2 separate regions of the Mus musculus genome follow, and region 2 is linked to region 1. Evidence: chromatin contacts called from public promoter capture Hi-C data. All regions are on one chromosome and are shown on one strand. The core of a region is the stretch at or near the end of the contact, and the rest is flanking DNA. Distances in the headings are between cores, read along the strand shown.

Region 1 (4,490 bases), core at 717-3,216:
CATAATCACACTTGGGGATCTACCCCGATTCCTCCTGCCTGCAGAGCAGGGATTCTCAACCTTCCTAATGCTTCTACCATCTAATGTGGTTCCTCATGTTGTGGTGACCCCCCCAAACATGACACTATTTCATTGCTACTCATAATGGTAATTTTGCTGCTGTTATGAATTGTAATGCAAGATATCTGATATGTAATCCCCCAAAAAGTTGCAAGAGGTTGAGAACCCCTGCTCGAGATATGGTGTTCCATGAGGACAAGAATGTTGCTGTTTCTCCTCAATGCTGTGTCTCTTGTGCCTGACACCAGCAGACATGCACTAGGCTCTCAAACCAGATTTGAATGCTGATGTAAAAATCCCTGGATCATGTGACTCATGAGCTGAGATGATGCTCTGTAGATGCATGCTCTCTCTCTCTCTCTCTCTCTCTCTCTCTCTCTCTCTCTCTCTCTCTCTCTCCCTCTCTCCCTCTCTCTCTCTCACACACACACATACACACACATACACACACAGAGCACAGTTCCTTTTTTGTTGTTTATTTCTTCTTTTCTGGTATCACTTAAGGAGAGGAAGTGCGTGAGAGTGATCAGTGATCATAGTGCTGCTACATCTGCCAGCAGGGGAGACTGAGTAGGGATGGCAAGTGCCTCGGATGGTTTTGGTATTTGAATAAATGAGTTAGCAAATGAGAAGCTATGGCAGTCATAACCAGGAACGGAGAAAAGCACCCTCTGCATTCTCTTCTTCATATCACATCAGAACCAGAGAAAATAATAGCATTGCTCACTAAGGAGTTGCAGTTAGATGATCCGTAAAGTCCACCACCTGTTGGTGGTTCCAGAAAATGCCAGCCAGAAGGGCAGGAGAGAACACTCCAGGGGCTTGGGGAGTGGGGATGGGGAATGGAGGTGGGGATCAGCTGTGTTGGGAGATGGGAGTAAGGATGTCAGAACATGGTAGGGGGGACAAGCAAGAAAATGAAACCCAAAGTTACCCAGAAAACTCAAGAGGAACAAGGTAGAGAATGTAGGGGGAGAGTGGGGTTGAAGGAACCCCTTTTACCTCCGCTCCTGCCAGCGATCTGCTCTTCACCCCTGAACAGCCCCTCCCTCTTCTGCAATGTCTGCCCTTCAAGTTTACCAAATTCCCACCATGGCATTAACACTAAGGTTCCAGGAGGCACATGGCCAAGACTTCTGCCCATCCACAAGGAAGAGCCCAGCTCTACCGTGCTGCACAACAGCCCACAAACATAGCTAAGTTCTGGGGCTCGCCCACCCACCATTAGCCTTGGGTGTACACTGGACCTCTCTGCACCCAGGCCCCTACCCTGGTAGCTAAGAATAAGAATGGTAATAACTTCAGAGAGGCCTGTGGGGATTAACTGATGTAATTAACAATTCTTGCAGCCAGAGCCAGTGCGGTCTAAGTAGACCATAATAGTGGGCTTTGTCATCGTGCAACTGGAAGAAGCTGTGGGCAGTCAGAAATCCTCTGCTAGTGGACCCTCCCTGAAGCTGCACAGACAGAGGTATCCCGGCATCCTGGGTGTTCCACACTGGAGGGGAGGAGACAACAATAACCACACCTGCCATTTGCCATTTGTCATTTGCCAGTTAGGCTTGGTTACTTTTACCTGTAGCTCCAGCATGTAGGATGCTGAGTCGGGAGGATTGCTACAGGCTTGTAGTGAGTTCCAGGACAGGTTACGTTATAGAGTAACACCATTTCCAGCAAACAGCAGCAAATGAGTTCCAAATAATCACTCAGGCTCACAATTCACCTCACTGGAAGAGGTTTCTGTTGCAGAGATTGGTTAGCTAACAGGAGAAAGGACCTCTGTTGGGTTTAGAGCCCAAGCTCTTGGAACTTCATGGAGATTCGCCTGTCCGACAGCTGCCTCTACAGTACCCTGCGGTGCCCCACCCCCAGCCCCCAGCTCTTGCTTGGGATGTGGGACATCGCATCTGTTCACCTCCTCCTCTGCCAGCCTAGTGACCTGGCAGACTGCCAGCCTATCAGCTAGGGCATTCTGGGAGGCCTGATTTTAATCAATTTCTATTTCCTGTAGAAACAGGTTTTTTTCAGTGGTTTTGTAACACAAGCGCTTTTGATCACATTAGGACTAGTCATGGCAGCCAACTTGGCAGCTTGTGTGCAGATCACCTACAATGACAGATTGTTTAGCCTTTATTGCAATTCAAAGCCACCTAAGGAAGAGGGAGAGAAGAGAAAAAAGGAGAAAAAGTGAAAGGAAACAAATGATAACCGAAGCCCCATGTTATATAATTGCATAATATGGCGCTAATTCTCTTTAAGGAGAATCCGATTCACCTCTTACCCTGCCTGTCTTTGTCACTCTCCTGAAATGCAATACCTCTCTTACAAGCACTAGTGAGAACACACACACACACACACACACACACACACACACACACACACCATGGTTCAGGGAGTGCACTGAGAGAATCTGCAAGCAATGAGCTCTGACTCAGAATCCTTTCTTGTTCCTTGTCTTCCCTCCCCCGCCCTCCCCCATCATATGTCAAATTTGAAGAGAGCTGAAGTAGTGAAAAACCAAGGAAACCTTAAGGGAAAATGTAAATTGAAATTTCTCAAAGACAGGAAGAGAAAAGTTGCTGTTTTTGAGTAAAAAGAAGATGCAAAATCAAATGAGTCGCAGGAAGGGCTGGAGTGTTGATTGGGCTGGCCAGATGGCTCAGGCTGTTGAGCCTGCTGACCTGAGCTCAACCCCCAGCATCCTCATGGTAGAAGGAGAGAACTGAGTCCCATAAGTTGTCTCTGACTTCACATGTGCACCGTGGCACACATGTCTGCATACAAACACATACGTACACACACAGATAAATGCATGAGAATACAAATAAGTAAATAAGTGACTTTAAAAAGAATCAGCATATTAAAATATTTGGATTAAGAGAGGGTATGGAATTTGAAATTAAATGAGTTTAGTGATCAGATATTTAGTTCAGCCATACATCCCTAGAAAAGCTTGGTTCTGTGTTTCCCAGCTTGATCAAACCTTTCTGCTCTGCCTACACCTCTCGTGCTGTGAATGCATTAATCTCACAGTGCCTTCCGAGAGCCCCTGAAGGCCATCCATTTGGTTCCCAGGATGCCTTCTTAGCTGTCCAAACTTGATTGACACGTGTTCTACTCTCAGGGCTATCTGAGCTAACTGGATAAACTAGTGTGTGCTATCTGAGCTAACTGGATAAACTAGCACTGCAGACGGTGATGTGCTCATGCTATGCTTGCTTTGTTCTGGAAGAAAGAAAATGTATCCTTCTGAAATCAGGGGCCATGGGTGCCTATGCAAGTATGGTGGGGAGGAGTTTTCTGAAAGAATGGTCCTCCTGTGTTCTGTCACATGAGCTCCGGGCCTCACTTGCTTTGGAACTAGTCTTGATGGGTATAGGTAAGCGCAAGGGTGAGCACAGAGGTTTATGACACCTCCAGGAAAACTCGGTGTTCTGAGTTGCTAAGGGCCAAGGGACTGAAGTGCTCAGGGAGCTCGGTGACATTACACAGGTAAGACACTGAATAACAGAAAGTGTGTGCTTGGCTCTGCTGCAGGGCCAATGGATTGCAATGGAAACAGCTAAGAGAAGTGAATCTTTAACTGAACTGAACGGTGGCCTCCGTACTCCATCACAGCCTTAGCACCGCTTTGCATTTAAACCCGGAAGTTGTACTTTCCATATTTCAGTTTCTTTCAGGGAGCAGGAGAGGGCGGTCAGGGTTCATCGTGCACATTCATGGAGCTGTGAGAAATGGGTTTTAAGCAGGGGGGAAAAGGTGGGGTAAGGCACAGAGAGCAGCGCTCCGGAAGCTCCGGTATGGAAAATCAACACTGAACTCTTCTATGAATGACGATCTGAGTGAGGTGGAGAGGAAAGGCTGTGTGCTTGGCTTGAAAGTCCCCAAAAGGTTCAGGAGTGCGTGCCGGTTTGGACATTGACCAGTATGTCTCAGCGTTACCGATAGATCACACGTTTGTTGAAGCATAGGCTCTCCAGCCCCAGCTACCTCCAAAGTTGTTGATTCAGCTGTTAGAAGCCACTGAAATGCATATTTTCATTTATCTCTTTTAATTCACAAATAAAATGTATATGTTTGCATTGTACAATATGATGCTTTGCTACAGTTATATATCCTGAGCTATGTGCTTCAAGCTACTTAACACACCCAGTCTCTCACCCACTGGTCACTTTCTGTGATGAAGACACTTAACCTATGCTCCCAGTCATTTGAGCATGTGCAGTGTGCTGTTATTAACTACAGTTCCCCAGGATATGCAATTTCTCAAACTTAGCCTTCTATCTGATGGAAATTTTATATCCTCAGTCAACTCCTCCAAACCTTTCTGACACCCCTGTGCTGACTTCTACCCTACTTTTTGCTTCTGTGAACGGAGTTTTAGATTCTGCATGTGTCTCCCACATGACGTTTCTATCTGTGCGCCACCT
Region 2 (4,490 bases), core at 658-3,157, 670 kb after region 1:
GAAATGTATTTGCTATTGTACCAATACCTAATTTATTCTCTTTCTAACATCTTTTCCCAAAGCCAGTAAATTGTGTGCTGTGAAATGGGACTGAAACAGAACTAGCTGTATTCACTGTAAAGGATAACAAAAAAAATCTAAGCAACTCCCTCCCCTAAAAAGTACAGCAGTGTAGACAAACTGAAATACAGTTCAAGTTAATATGATACTAGAATTAAGTTATGATTACTATTTGTAATGTTCACACTCCCTCTAGGATGATGTATCTGTTTCTTTCTACATGATCTCAATCCATACAGAAGAGGCATTTATTCCATTTTATAAAGCATGTTATACCAGAACTGTCTAAATGCTGGCCTGCAGTCTCCATTAACCTTCACCATGATGCACAAGAGAACAAACCGATCACTCAATAAAAAAGTATCCCCTAGATGTTGGAAAACTGAAGCCAGGGATGAAATGACTTTGCACACAGGGCCCCAAGTCTAATTTTTTACCTGGTAACCACACATGATCTCTCAACTTGGGTACTACTGACTGACATTTTGAACAAGATCATAGTTGCTCCACATAGCCCCAAATTCCAGTACTTGGAAAACATCAGAGTCCCCACAAGCAAAAGCAATAGGCAACACAAAATGTGGTTTTTAGAAAGGGAAGGTATAAAAATTTAATCAATGCAAAATGTTCATTTAAAAAGAAAAAGAAAAAAGTTTTTTACACCACCCGTAACTCAAACATTTTCTTTTTAAACGGGGAAGGCAACACCCAAAGACTAGATAATTTTATCTGTCTCAGCATTCTACTTATTTAACGGCCCAAGTTTTTAATGCCTTCTTCCCTGAAAGAAGTAAAGGTAATTTTATACTACCGTAAATACCTGCGACTGAGCTCTATGACTGGGGAGGAATTTTAATAGCATGGATACTGATGTATCCAAGCAGAGGCAGAAGACAGGTCACAGCCATGAATTAAGACTATTAGGGCCCAGTCCTAGTTCCCGAGAAATCACAGAGGATACACCTCCGAAGGGGGCACACAGGCACCAGGAGATAACCACACCTCTGGTCTAGTCTCCCTAAAGAACTCCCTTCATAAACACTCATCATCCTAGGAGCCTGGGAGTGTCTCCAGAGGGGTGCCTACTGCTTCTGAGTCGACGGGGGCGTTCGTTCGCGCGGAACCGGAGCCAGGAGTTGGGGAGCCACAGACACTGGTCCCAGTTTCGATGAATCGGGTCCCTTCGGGTAGGACCTATAGTCGTCTCTCCCCATTCCCTTCACCCATGGCCCTCCATCATGCTACATTCCGGCAAGCTGCGGTTCGGAGTTCCCGGGGCGCGCCCCCACGCAGACCCAAACCCCAAAAGTCCCCCACCCCCGCAAGAGCTGACCAGGGGTGAACGCGGGCCACGACCCTCGGCGAGTCCTGCGGTCCGGGCTGTTGCGGCGCCAGAGGCCGTCGGCGCGCAGGCCGCGGGGCCATAAACAGGATGTCGGCGGAGCGGGCCGCTGTTAGCGGAGCGGCCCTCCCTCGCCTCCCGGCAGCCCCGCCGCCTGGAAATCCCCGCCCCGGCCGCCCTGGCCGCTCGGCCGCCCGGCTCCGCGCCCCTCTCACGGTCCCCGAGCTGGCCACGGCGGTCTCCACCTCCCCACCGGGACACTCACCACTTCCGTGTGCGCCGGGCCGCGCGGCTCCTTGGCGCAGGGTCGATCTGGGTCAGGAGTCTGGCAGGCAACTCAGCCTGCCGTGCAGGGTCCGGCGTGGACACCCGCGGCTAAGGAGAGGCACCGAAAGGACGAGCGAGGCTGGGCGCGGACCCCGCGGCGCGTCAGCGGCTGCCGGCTACTCCGCGGCTGCGGCGGCCTGCGCTCTAAAAACGCACCGGCGCCCCGCCCCTCCAACTCTGAACGATCACGCCCCTTGTACGGCCCAGCCCCCGTGACGTCAGAAGCTGCTCCTACAATTGGACAGAGCCAAGACCCAAGACTGAGGACCTTGGAGTCCCCGCCTGCCCAGGCTCGCACTCCAGCAAGTGTCTCCGCTCGCTTCCGCTTACCAAGTAGCTTGTGAGAATTGAACTCAAACTGGACATACTGGCACACTTCTTTAATCCCAACACTCCGGGAGGCAGAGACAGGTGGATCTCTGTGAAATGACCTGTCCCCCCACCCCGCCAAAAAAAAAAGAAAAAGAAAAAAAGAAGAGAAGAGAAGAGAAGAGGGGAGGGGAGGGGAGGGGAGGGGAGGGGAGGAGAGGGGAGGGGAGGGGAAGGGAGGAGAGGAGAGGAGCGATGAAATCACTCACGCAGGGAATAAGAATTTGCCCTCTGGAGCAACCTGTGCCCTTGGAGGCATTATCCGTGCCCTGTGTGTTTACATCTGCCCCATCCCAGCCACTCTAGAAGATGGTTCTGGAAAGACTTGCCTAGCAAGAACGAAAGTCACTTTGTCAGTTGTTGCGATAAAATATTTGACAAAAGTAATTTAAGGAAAAAAGAGTTTATTACCCTGTACAGTTGGAGCGAACACAGACCATCATGATGAGAAGTCGTGATGACAGAAACTTGAGGTGGAAAGTCACATTGCGCGCATGCTCAGGAAGAAGAGAGGATGAATTCTTGTGTTAGCTTTCTCCTGGGTATTAAATCCAGGACCACAGTCCATGGAATGGTTCTGCCCACAGATAAAGTGGATCTTATCTCCATTACCCTAATCTAGATAATCCTCAAGGGCACAGCCAAGGGGATAGACTAGTCTACAGAATCCCTGCGCAAAGCAAGTCTTCTAGGAGACCCTAATCTAGGTAATGTTGAAGGGCATGGCCAAGGGGTAACCTAATCTAAACAATCCCTCACAGGTATAGCTGATCTCCTAGGTGATTCTAATAGTCAAACTGACAATACTAACCATCATGAGGACTTAACCAGAAACAAAACCTCCGGCTTCCACGAGTTTCTTCAGGCCCAGCCTCTGTTCTGTGGTGTAAGAGCTCCAAAAGGAGCAGGGGAGAGAAACAAACTATGGAAAAGAGTAATAAGAATTAACATCCATTCCTACCTAATCTGTGTCCAGTGCTTTTGAGTTTTCATTATCATAATCTTTCACAGTAGGTTTGTTCAGTCTTATCCTATCCACAAAAACAAAATAAACAAACAAAACCCTGTAGCTCTCAGGTGTCTTCCATTCTGGCATCTTAAACTTGTGGGGTGTTTGCCAGAGAAGACCTGATCAGACATGGGCTTAAGCCTTTAGAAAGACTTTCTTAGCTGACCAGCAACTACAGTGGGTGTTCAGGATCCCAGTGTAGACCGGAGTCTTTCTCAGGGTGAGCTTGTAAGCACAAGAACCATGCCCTGGGTTGACATACTTCAGTTAACAAGAACAGTTAGCCAGACGCAGAGCTACAGATGCCAAAAAGCAAGGTTAGCACACTCAGAGACTTTCCCAGAACCATGGCCTTTGATGGATTGGGCCTTTGTTTTCATTTTTAGCAGGTGGTAGTGTCTACGTGGTGAGTTTTATACCCTGAATAGCACTTCCATCATGGAGTCCGTTGTGCTAAGGTCTAGGGCCCTGTTACAAACCTGTGGTTTTTTTCATGATTTAGTGTGGGGTGCTCACAAAATTGTCATTAAGTAAAAGGTTTCTAAAATGTGTAACAACCCGAAGATAATTTAAAAATCAAACATAATGAATCTGAGGTATTTCTAGCCATGCCTGCCCATTGTGTCCAACTATGTCATTGCAGCCTTGGTTCTGAACACACACTTGGACCTGTAAGGACTGTCACAACACACACTGCCAGCAAGCAACACCTGAAGCACTTTGGCTCAGATGCACCTGTTATGAATTGTACTGTCTGTGTGTCTGTCTGTCTGTCTCTCTATTACTATATATAGAAAGCTTGCTGTTCTTATAAAAACATTTGTTATGACGAAGACTTTCAGTAATATTTCTCCCCTTGTTGCACACCATGCATCCAACTGCATATGTTTGGATTGAATTCTGTTAAAATGATTTCTTAAATTTGCTGCTTACAGGCTGCTGGGATGGCAAGATTATCACCAGGCCTGACAATCTGGCTTAATCCCCAGAACCCACATCATGAACCAAAAGATCTGACCACCAAAAGTTGTCTTTTAACCTCCACATGTGTGACATTACACATGACTGCCCCCACCCACAAATAAATAAATGTTAAAATTAAATTAAATAAAAAATAAAAGTCCTGTTTCAGTTGCTCAAGTTTCACACACAGAAACCAAAGTTTATCTTGCTTTGAATTTCAATTAGGACAGGATTCCCAGCAATTTCTGAAATGACATAAACATACTTCTGTGACCTTGTGATATCAGTGCAAAGAGGGGTCCTTAGCACCAGTGGTGACACAGACAAACATCAGTCAACTCTGAAAGACATCGAAGGTGCTCCGAGTTTACAGCATCAAATATTCAGCTATTTAATTTGTTGTTTAAAAACAAGCAAGCA

Evidence for each region. Promoter capture Hi-C pulls out the DNA fragments that hold promoters and counts their contacts.
Region 2: a promoter capture Hi-C map of hippocampal neurons shows a contact between it and region 1, with 3 times the contacts expected there. The contact joins the promoter of Jak1 here to the enhancer-like site in region 1. A contact is called at or near these places in 5 of 39 promoter capture datasets (embryonic stem cells, hippocampal neurons, maxillary cranial neural crest and 1 more) and 3 of 115 datasets of contacts at active chromatin or transcription factors (embryonic forebrain, embryonic midbrain and embryonic stem cells).

Annotation. Positions count from the first base shown.
Region 1 is chr4:100,594,790-100,599,279 of GRCm38.p6, forward strand. No RefSeq gene overlaps it. Among named protein-coding and RNA genes, the nearest start is that of Ube2uos, 69 kb to the left of the region's middle. Within about 2 kb of position 1,967, at least 23 of the 459 cell types and tissues checked have an H3K27ac peak or open chromatin away from gene starts, as enhancers often do. A contact at or near this core is called in hippocampal neurons, where this site is marked.
Region 2 is chr4:101,263,375-101,267,864 of GRCm38.p6, forward strand. It overlaps Jak1 (Janus kinase 1), which reads right to left and starts at 1,908. Exons shown (of 25, transcript NM_146145.2): 1 at 1,668-1,908.